Regions from separate parts of the Triticum aestivum genome. Here region 1 is linked to region 2. The links are chromatin contacts, called in public Hi-C maps. All regions are on one chromosome and are shown on one strand. Each heading gives the region's core, a stretch centred on a gene start, on an enhancer-like site or on the middle of the called end of the contact. The rest is flanking DNA. Distances are from core to core; before and after follow the strand shown. Region 1 holds the start of LOC123046970 (serine hydroxymethyltransferase 4). Region 2 holds the start of SAHH (adenosylhomocysteinase-like).

What was found. Hi-C and Micro-C count contacts between places; a contact is called where the count stands out from the background.
Region 1: a Hi-C map of leaf shows a contact between it and region 2, with 6 times the contacts expected there. The contact joins the promoter of LOC123046970 here to the promoter of SAHH in region 2. A contact is called at or near these places in 3 of 5 Hi-C or Micro-C datasets (leaf and root).

Annotation. Positions count from the first base shown.
Region 1 is chr2B:725,209,195-725,215,139 of IWGSC CS RefSeq v2.1, reverse strand. It overlaps LOC123046970 (serine hydroxymethyltransferase 4), which reads right to left and starts at 2,306. Exons shown (of 4, transcript XM_044470433.1): 1 at 1,409-2,306; 2 at 1-379. The coding sequence starts at 2,086.
Region 2 is chr2B:725,026,566-725,032,086 of IWGSC CS RefSeq v2.1, reverse strand. SAHH (adenosylhomocysteinase-like) reads left to right here and starts at 2,400. Exons shown (of 3, transcript NM_001405831.1): 1 at 2,400-3,242; 2 at 3,768-4,304; 3 at 4,391-5,140. The coding sequence starts at 2,532. The coding sequence ends at 4,600.

The DNA.
Region 1 (5,945 bases), core at 1,057-3,556, 180 kb before region 2:
GAGGGCGGAGATCCCATAGAACAAGATGGTTGTCAGTTCCATCAGTCACCATCTTGTAACCCTTGCTCATGAGATATTTTCCAACGGCAACAGCGTTGGCCTTGACCTGCTTTGCGTAGGCCTTGAATCCAGGAGTCAAAGTTTGCTTCAGGGCAACTGCAAGGGCAGCAATCTGGTGGTTGTGCGGACCGCCCTGGAGCGATGGGAACACCGCAAAGTTGATCTTGTCCTCATAGTCATACACAGCACCCTCAGGCTGGCCCTTCTTCGCAGGCTTAGGGCCTTTCCTGTAGAAGATCATACCAGCCCTCGGTCCCCGGAGAGACTTGTGTGTTGTAGTGGTAACCACATCACAGAACTCAAAAGGATTTGCAGCTTCCTACATAAAAGAAAGGAAACAGTAAAGCATCTTAGAAACTGTAGGATTACATCAACATTCATACACTCATTAATCTTCAACCTATTGCGGTATAACTGAAACACCTAAAGGAAGATGACCAGGATTTTATAAAAATTAATAGGACATCCTTTTCAATTCCATGGTACACTATATGCATTTTTCATGACTATACTAAGTATTTTCTTCACTTACAGGAAAGCAGAGTTCAGAAGAACATGAGAAAAATACAGTCAAACAAGTGGTTCCTCTGACTAAATACAGTACAGAAGGAATATGCACATCAGTCACCCTAACAGACAGCTGAGCGCTCAATGTATGAAAAATGTGTATGCAATTGAGGCAACTAGCACATTATATTTATACTGTGCCATATGCCAAGTCAGGACTCAAGACTGCTTGTCATATGCTTGATGAAAGGGTAGTATAAGAGCAGTCATTCCATAGGTTAATCAGTGCAAAAACACAATTGATTATTTCCAAACAATGTTCTCAAGTATTTACGCTGAAACAAAGATTAACAATTATTATTACTACTACTACTATTTACAACAAACAATTTCACTGAAGTATGAACTCCAGATTGTTGCATGTGCTATCAGGGAAAAAAAAACTGTTGTTAATTCTTCAATCTTGTATTTGTCTGAAATTTTGTTAATTCTTCAATCTTGTATTTGTCTGAAATTACTACGCAACGTTTTAATACACATGTATGCAACGAATACCAAAGTGCTACTCACTTATAAAATATGCACAGATCTAATAGCAACATTCCAGGTAAACAGAGTGTTTTCCAGTTCAGAACAACCAAGCACCAACCACTTATGAAACATGCACAGATCTAATAGATGCACACAGCTAAAAGACAATCATATACAACTACAAAGCTCAACAACCAGGTACCTACTACTAAGATCCCAACAACCAGATCGCATCCATAGAAGAGGAATCCTAAAGCGAAGATCCAATTTCTGAATGTAACAAGTCGAGGTGAGTTTGTGGTGATTATACCTGCGCGGCGACCAGTCCGCTGATGTGCGCCATGTCGCAGAGGAGCATGGCCCCGACCTTGTCGGCGACGGCCCTGAGCCTGGCGTAGTCCCAGTCCCTGGGGTAGGCGCTGCCTCCGCAGATGATGAGCTTGGGGCGGAAGTCCATTGCCTTCTCCTCGAGCTTGTCGTAGTCGATGTAGCCGTTGGCGGCGCTGACCTTGTAGGGCAGACTCTCGAAGTAGATGGAGGTGGCGGAGATCTTTTTCCCCCCGGCGGTGTAGTAGCCGTGGGTGAGGTGTCCGCCTGAGGGGAGGTCGAGCCCCATGATCCGGTCGTGCGGGTTGAGGAGCGCGGTGTATGCGGCGAAGTTTGCGGGCGAGCCGGAGTAGGGCTGCACGTTGACGCCCCAGGAGGCGGCGTCGAGGCGGAAGGCGGCGAGGGCGCGGTCGCGGCAGAGGTTCTCGATCTCGTCGATGACGTCGTTGCCGCCGTAGTAGCGGGCCCCCGGCATGCCCTCGGAGTACTTGTTGGTGAGGGCCGAGCCGAGCGCCTCGATGACGGCGAAGGAGGTGAAGTTCTCGGAGGCGATGAGCTCGATCCCGCTCCGCTGGCGCCGCTTCTCCCGCTCGATGAGGTCGAAGACGTCCGGGTCGGCGTCCGCCAGCGGGGTCAGCCCCCACGACGCGACGGAGTCCATTGCGTCGGCGGCGGCGGCGGAGGGGGAAGGGGGGAGTGGTGGGGCGTCGGCGGAGGGGGGAGTGGAGAGGGGGAGGTGGGCGGCGAGTGGTGGCGATTGGAGGCGTGCGGATATATAGAGGGGAGTGCGGCGCGTGTGCACGTCGGAGGTGGGTGGTGGTGGTGGGTGCGGCCGAGGTGTTCGACCGGATGCGCGGTAGGGGGTTGGTGTGGGTGCGAGTGAGCTGCTTGGGCCTCGGTCGCGGTGGGCGGTTGGGCCACCGCACCGCGCCGTCACATGGCAGCCGTGTTAAACGCGACTGTGGATTTTGTGCTCTGCTCCCTTGATTTTAGAAAGGATTTTAGAGTTGTCTAAAAAAAGGATTTTAGAGAAGTTCAAAACTTTTTTTTTGTGGGTCAGAAAAGTTCAAAACTGAGTTGAAAAGTTTAAAAACATCTAAAATAAATATTGTGTGTGGGTATTACAGTAGTCAGTAAGCCACGCACCAGTAATTTACTGTAAAAATTTCTTTTATTTACGGTAAAAAATCGTGGGAAATGATCTATTCTAATTGCGTCTGGGTAGGGCTGTGCGTGCGCTTAATGCCAAGCTGGAGCTTCACCCCGCTGCTCACAAGCGGCGTCATAGAGCTGCAAGGGCTCCTCTTCCGCCCGTCTTCCATGGTGGATGGCGCATCTCGAAGGGTGATCCGCTAGGGGCTCGTGAAATAAGCCTTGCATCGGATGGCTGAGAAGACTTGTTTCTCTCCTCTTCCTTTACTATCGTGGGGCCGGAGAGGGGGGGAGGGGGATCACTCATACTTTCTTGAATGTGGTGTTTTTGTCGGGTGATGAAGCTTGTTTGGAGGTGCATTGTGAAAGAACATGCGGTGCCCCCATGTTTGGTTTTGGTAATTGATGACAATCTCTATGGACTAACGATTGCCTTGAGTTTTATTTGAAGGTTTTGTCCATAGGATTTTCTTGGAATACATGTGTTGGTTTCAAGGAGAGTTTGTGTCGACCAAGGTGCTATTCAAGGAATTACCTAAAGATTGGTCTTGTGAGAGGTTGATCAAGACTAAGTCAAAGAGTGAATCAAGTTGATTAACACACAAAGCGTAGAAGATGTACCATAGGGATCAAGTGATCCCATGGTATGGTAAGCATTGTCAATTATGCTTTTGTGTACTAACCCGTGGTCTTCGTGAGAGTTCTTTGTGGGGTTAGGTTGCGGTGTGCAAGTTTGAGTGGAGCATCACGAAGAGATCAAATGCTTGAAGCTTGCCGTCCATTTTGGTGTCAATGGACTTGTGAAGATGTGTCGAAGAGTGGCTCACCCATAATGGAGTATGGGGGAGCAATCATCTAGTCTTCATCGACTCAACGCAGTCAAGAAAGGTGGTCCAACTTGAGGGAGTCAAGATCGTCATCATCTAGCTCAAGTGGGCCATGTGCAAGGCAAAAGTTTGCCCTTGATAAGTTTTCTATTTTACCTGTCTCATGGTGGTAGTTGGGAGACCGGGTTATAGGATCGATGGCCGTACTATCAAGGGGGGCTCTCGATGAGTAGCTTGACCGTATTGTTCGTTGAGAGCTCAAACATTGCATCCTTGCATCATCTTTCTTGGTTATTGTTTGGTTCTCCTTGTGAGATTTGGAGCTTATGGTCATCTTGATGACAAGCTCGAGTTCATCGAAAACGAAGTTCACATGCTTCTTCTATGATGTTTTCGATGTTCGAGGTTCTGTCAGTTCTTCTCTGTTGGAGATTTCTCTCCTCTTTTTGTTAGACCATGTTTTGATGCTACTCGTTCTCTTGTATCCAACAAGCTTGAGTTTGCTCAATTCGGAGCTCATTTGCAGAAATTATGGCAGTTCTGTTTTTATTGGATCCGTCTGTTGTCTTTAGCTGCGTTTTGAAGGCATCCAAGTGCTAAAGCCTCTATGGCGTGCGGTAGTACTGCTCAAGGGAGTGGTAGTACCGCAGGCCAGCGGTAGTACCGCAGGCCAGCGGTAGTACCGCTCTTGGTGAGCGGTAGTACCGTTGCCTCTAGCCCAGAGCGCTGGCGCGCACGGAAGTAGGCGCGGAAGTAATTCTTTGAGCTTGTGTTCTTCCCCCATTGTTGACCTTCTTCGAGCTTGCTGTCTCTCAATCCGTCCATGGATTATTACTAGTTTTTGGGGGAAAGAGAGAGGAGATCTAGATCCACATTTCCACCAATCACTTTCTCCTCTTTGTGAGGGGACCCCTTGGATCTAGATCTTGGAGTTCTTGGTGTTCTCCTTCTTGTTCTTCCTCTCATTTTCCTCCCTAGCATTAGTTGCTTCAGTGGGATTTGGGAGAGAAGGACTTGGGCACTCCGTGTGCCCTTGCCCTTGCATTTGGTGCATCGGTTTGAGTTCTCCACGGTGATACATGGAAGTTACAAGTTGAGAAGCTTATTACTCTTGGGTGCTTGGTACCCTTGAGCTTGTTCCTTTTGGGTGCTTGGGCGCCCTAGACGGTTGGTGGTGTTCGAAGCTCAATCATTATGGTGTAAAGCTCCAGACAAGCGTCGGGGTCTTCAATTAGGTTGTGAAGATCACCCCGAACAATTTGACGGGTACCGGTGACCGCCCCCAAGGGTTGCCAAAGTGTATGGGTTCGGTGACTGCCCCCAAGGGTTGCCATTTGTACGGGTTCAGTGACCGCCCTCAAGGGTCCCTTAGTGGAATCACGACATCTTGCATTGTGCGAGGGCGTGAGGAGATTACGGTGCCCCTAGTGGCTTCTTGGGGAGCATTGTGCCTCCACACCGCTCCAAACGGAGATTGGCATCCGCAAGGGTGTGAACTTCGGGATACATCGTCGTCTCCGCATGCATCGGTTATCTCTTACCCGAGCCCTTTACTTATGCACTTTACTTTATGATAGCCATATTGTTTTTTGTCATATATCTTGCTATATCTTAGTAGTTTATCTTGCTTAGCATAAGTTGTTGGTGCACATAGGTGAGCCTAGTTGTTGTAGGTTTTGTGCTTGACAAATTAACCGTTAGGTTTATTCCGCATTTGTTCAAGCCTAAATTGTAATTATTTTAAAAGCGCCTATTCACCCCCCCCCCTCTAGGCGACACCCATGATCTTTCACATTGTACTTATTGTTCCGCTATATAGACCTCCGTCGGTGGAGCTAAAGTTCAGTATATTAGTTATCTTTGGTGCCCTTTGTTCAACCTCCATGGCGATGTCCTCTTCTCCTTGCCTTAGTTGGGTAGGCGGTGGTCCGAGATGGTGGCTTCAGAGCCTCAGATGAGATTGTAGTATGTGACATGACTCGATTGTCTTTCCTTATTAATCTTCGGGTCATACTTGCAAGATGAAAGGACTTAGAGGTTATTTTATTTTATTTTCCGCTCCTTGTAGTGTTGAAATACTTTTGTCCGGAAAAATTGTAGTGTTGAAATATTACTCAAGAAATTCATACAATCAGAGAGAAAAAAGCACATCGCGCAGGACGATGCACCACCTATTAAAGCACTACAAGTTTTACATTGAGGCAATATTATGCAAGCTCGTGTGCCCCATTCACTATCTCTGATAAAGAGGGTTCTTCCTCCGAGTTTTTTACGAACCTCATAAGAGGGTATGGTGTTCATGCGCATTTATATAGATAGGGGAAAATATATAGTGACCCAGTTTATAAGGGAAACCAAGCCAAAAACCGAACAACTCACACACCACCCGGCGACAACCTAAGCAAAACCACCAACTTTTTTTGATGATCTCCACCTAGGATGACCTTGAACAAGAACTTCGACGACGGCTTCAATAAGGGAAACAACGTCCAAGGGGCGCCATCGGCCCCTGTCGACCACCAGACTTTCATCTGGACTTGC
Region 2 (5,521 bases), core at 1,151-3,650:
GTAGGTGGTGGTAGGCAGGGGGAAATTTCTTTGCAGTCGTACAGTACGTAGGCATGCGCAATCAGTATCTTTTTTGAAATACAACCGTATAATATATTACTCCCTCCGTTCGGAATTACTCGTCCAAGAAATGAATGTATCTAGATGTATTTTAGTTGTAGATACATCCTTTTTACCCATTTTTGTGACAAGTAATTCCGAACGGAGGGAGTAGATGAAGAGAATATTGGCTACAACCATATATAATTGACCTCATAAACATAAATTTGGCACTAAAGAAAATGAAGGTCGCAACTAAAGCCGCAAGCTGAAATATCCGTGTCGAAACCCCAACCAAACTCATCGTTCAGGTGGACAACATCGAAAATTTCAATCAGTGAAACACCTATGAAGAATGGTGGAGGATCGAACCTACTTTAATTGGTGCAACTGCAAACCACATCATACAATCGGGATTGTCTATGGCGCCAAGCATATCGAGTCGGGCACCACCCTGATCTTGACGGGCAGATGCGTCGGCATCACTAAACTAAGCCGCATGCCTTGCTCGCATAGGCTCGAAAAGAATGGGTTGTTGAATAAGGCGGTGTTGCCGTGGACAATGCACACAGAGCCCCATCCATATACAATAGAAACAGCTAACCCATCGCCTATGAAGAATGACATAGACAAAAATTACAAAGCTCGTTGGCAAGGTTCTAGAAAAGTGTAGCTCAGGTAAGATAAGAGCCGGAGGACTTTTGTTACAAACAATAACACTATTACCATCAGAGTAACCATCGCTTTAAGGACAAATCCTAACAAAAAGAACTTACTATGCAGTGGACAAGAGATGAGAACACCCCCCTCCCCGTCTCATCGTGCCGGAGCAACGGCCATTGGCAAAGTGTGAGGGGCAATTGGTTTAGTATCGCTAGTAGTAGTGTTTCCTTGTATGCGCCGTCACAAAAAGCGGTAGCATGTTTAATCATGCATGCATTTTCCTCTCCATATAAATATCTATAATGAACCATGTGAAAAAACACTACATTATGTAAATCTTAAAATAGACAACTTCTAGCTATTTCGCAAACCCACTACTAGTTGGTCAAAGTGGAAACAATGACGATGCCATGAACTTCTTCTTTGTCAACCCTCTTAGGTTTGGTTTCTCCACAGTCAAGCATAGCATGAATCGCCTTCATGCATCCCACTGCCACCAAATATAGCTTCGCAACCACATGTGTCGTCAAGGCTACCCTGCATGTCCATCTTTACACCCAGATCTGGTCAAGATCTTTCTTGAACCTTTTTGCATCAATTGCATGAGGCCCCTTTGTTACAATTGTTGGGTTTCCCTCCCATATTTTTTGCTATCATGTTGTTGAATTGGCACAACAACTTGATGTCTTACTTCATGGGTTGAGCTAAAATGTCGTGTGAAGTCATGGAGTGGAGAGTTATGTGGAACCTAGTTACTAAAACACATAAGCATTGCTTTTAGTTGGTGTTTTTTCATCACGCAAAGTGTTCAACCCGATCCAAGATTGGATAATTTGAACACTTTTTTGTTCATGTTTATTGCTTTCGATTTGGTTCATCATCGTAATGAGATGGGGTATAGAGGTAAAAGTTTGTTCAACATTGATTTGTGGAAAATGGTGTGTCACCGAGGCCTAGCGCTCGGGACCGTGTCTACATAGTCTAGGTCTTAGTTGTTATGGCCTCAAATGGCTGGTGGTGTGACTTCAGCGACGGTGTGACAATGACGATGAATAAGTGTGCTCCAAATCCTTCACCAATGCTGCAATTTCCTTCGTCATCGGCTATGTATCCAGAAACCCATGTGTGCTCGGGCTGGATCTTGGGTCAGGGTCGTCTGCATTAGACTTTTATTAGTCTAATACGCGATGGGCCGACAATGCGTCAGAAGTTTTGATTTGGGCTTCATGTCTCAAGTCAATGTTTATCGTCCTCCTATGCTCTCTTTTGCGGTGGCGAAGACAACACGGGTTACATGGGTGTGTCTTTTGACGCACCATCGAGTTCTCCCGCGGCTCGTGGATCCACGTTGTTGTTGCTTCTTGACAGAATTTCACGACTTCTCGACTACGCGTGTCGGTATTACTTTGTTTGTTTACCGATGGCGGAACTTCGTTGACGCCATCCACATGTGCGGGATGAAGATGACGCAGGAGTTTTAAGAACTAGATTGATTTTTCTTTTTTCTGGGGTGCGTTCTTGTAATGCCGGTTGCCTAATTTGAGCCCTCAGAGATAAAACCCACAGGGTGAATTTTGCAAAATATATCTCAGCCGGTAGGGTTTTCCTCGCAAATCTCGTGGTGGTTTGGTGAGGTGCGCCTCCGAGCGTCGATAGGCAATCGAACGGTCTGGACTGGAAACTTTGCGGAATTGTAGAATGCAGCTGGTCCATTTCCACCGGACCCGTTCCCCATAAAACCCTCCTCACCCCCACCCTCTACCATCGCCGCCTCCTCCCATCACTCTTCTTCTTCCTCCTCTGCCAGATCCAATCCACCAACCTTCTCCATGGCGCTCTCCGTGGAGAAGACCTCGTCGGGCCGGGAGTACAAGGTCAAGGACCTCTCCCAGGCCGACTTCGGCCGCCTCGAGCTCGAGCTCGCCGAGGTCGAGATGCCCGGCCTCATGGCCTGCCGCACCGAGTTCGGCCCCTCGCAGCCCTTCAAGGGCGCCCGGATCTCCGGCTCCCTCCACATGACCATCCAGACCGCCGTCCTCATCGAGACCCTCACCGCCCTCGGCGCCGAGGTCCGCTGGTGCTCCTGCAACATCTTCTCCACCCAGGACCACGCCGCCGCCGCCATCGCCCGCGACTCCGCGGCCGTCTTCGCCTGGAAGGGCGAGACCCTCGAGGAGTACTGGTGGTGCACCGAGCGCTGCCTCGACTGGGGCGTCGGCGGCGGCCCCGACCTCATCGTCGACGACGGCGGTGACGCCACGCTGCTCATCCACGAGGGCGTCAAGGCCGAGGAGGAGTTCGAGAAATCCGGCAAGGTTCCCGACCCGGAGTCCACCGACAACCCCGAGTTCAAGATCGTCCTCACCATCATCCGCGACGGGCTCAAGACCGACGCCAGCAAGTACCGCAAGATGAAGGAGAGGCTCGTCGGTGTCTCCGAGGAGACCACCACCGGCGTCAAGAGGCTCTACCAGATGCAGGAGTCCGGCACCCTCCTCTTCCCCGCCATCAACGTCAACGACTCCGTCACCAAGAGCAAGGTATACTTCCTTCCCCTGGTTCCCATTTTCCATTTCAGATCTGATGCTCCGTGTCAGCGCGTTTCTACTTGTTTGAGCGTAGTAGTATTGTTGTGGTTTACATGTTTATGTTGTAGATCTGATATTTTAATATTTAGATCTCGCTGTTGCCTAGTTTAGATGCTGCTTCAGTACTAGACCTGGATCTGTATCTTTGTCTTTGGGTTTAGTGTTTGTTACGCTGGTTGTTGACTAACTAACTAACTAATGATAACATTAGTCACATTGTTTTCTGGATCTGACGGCCAGGGAGGGTCTAATTATAGAGTAACCTGCCTACCAATTTTTATTATTTCACTGCACTCATTTGAGCGTGGAACACTACTATGCCATGCACTGAATTATGTGATTTGCCCTGTGTAGTTTTTTTTAAATGTACTCTTGTTCTGTTTTAATCTAAAGGTAGAATTCAATGACATTTTCACCTTGCTAACAATTACTAATCTATGTTGTAATAAAACACTAATATATGTTTCTCCTGAACAGTTTGACAACCTTTACGGTTGCCGTCACTCGCTCCCTGATGGTCTTATGAGGGCCACTGATGTTATGATCGCCGGCAAGGTCGCCGTGGTCTGCGGTTACGGTGATGTTGGCAAGGGCTGTGCCGCCGCACTCAAGCAGGCTGGTGCCCGTGTGATCGTGACAGAGATTGACCCCATCTGTGCCCTTCAGGCCCTGATGGAGGGTATCCAGATCCTCACCTTGGAGGATGTTGTCTCTGAGGCTGACATCTTTGTGACCACCACCGGAAACAAGGACATCATCATGGTCGACCACATGAGGAAGATGAAGAACAACGCCATTGTCTGCAACATTGGTCACTTTGACAATGAGATCGACATGAACGGCCTTGAGACCTACCCTGGTGTCAAGCGCATCACCATCAAGCCCCAGACTGACCGTTGGGTCTTCCCCGAGACCAAGACTGGCATCATTGTTCTTGCTGAGGGTCGTCTGATGAACCTTGGATGTGCCACTGGCCACCCCAGCTTTGTCATGTCCTGCTCATTCACCAACCAGGTATGGCCAATGTGCAGTCTCCTGTCAACCATCAGTTAACAACTAATACAACTATGATCTAACATCCGATTTTGTTCTTGTTCCAGGTTATTGCTCAGCTTGAGTTGTGGAACGAGAAGGCCAGTGGCAAGTATGAGAAGAAGGTGTACGTTCTCCCCAAGCACCTGGACGAGAAGGTCGCGGCCCTCCACTTGGGCAAGCTCGGCGCCAGGCTGACCAAGCTCACCAAGTCCCAGTCTGACTACATTAGCATCCCAATTGAGGGTCCTTACAAGCCTGCGGCTTACCGGTACTAGTGTGTCCAGCATGACTAGCGGCTGGCCTGAGCCTGAGTCGGAGCAGCGGCACCAACGGGAACTCTATCAACTATCCTGTTTCCCTTCTATTATCTTACATGCTGTCTCTTAGGCGGAGGATTTGTTATTATGGTTATGTTTTGAGCCTTGTGAGGGTTGGGAGAGGCGGCGTTTGCTTTTGCCCAGAAATAATGGCATTATTATTGGTTTAAGTGAGGAGGTGTGCTTTTCCAGATACAGTTTTGTCTCGTTTGTTCTACCATGCCTGAAATCCTTAGCAAGCTGTAGCTCATATTTTGTGTGGTTCCTTAATGACTATTGCCGTAAATGCTTGTTTGTCACTGAAGTTTCATGACAACGTCATGTCACAGAAGGGTTTCTTTCAAATATGAATTCAGTGGCGTATTTTGTTGGTTAAATCATATGTAAAAAACTGGTGTATTTAATTGGTTAAGCTGAATATAAAAAAAATATGCCTCGACCTTAACGAGGTTCCGTCTTTTATGGCAGAATTTCCCTTTAACGTGGGAGTACAATATAGTGGGAAGTTGTTTTTTGTGAATGATATGATCTCTAGACGACGTGAAGTTCAGCATGTGAGCTCAAATGAGATCGGGTGAACAGTAAAATAAAAAATATATTTAAACATATTCAAAATAATCTGATTTTTTTATAGCAAACTTTGACAAATGTTCAGAGCTTGCAACCATTCTTCATGAAATCACGTCTGTGGAAGTTTTGGCAAAAAAAAAATGATATTGTGAAAATAATACTTGCCGAAGTATTTTGGAACACTAATTTTGTTTGTTCTGCCGCAACTTCCACAAATGTGATTTTATGATGGAATTTTACAAGCTCTTTGGATATTTGTCAAAGTCCTTCATAAAAGAATTCAGATTTTTCTAATATTTCTTAAATGTT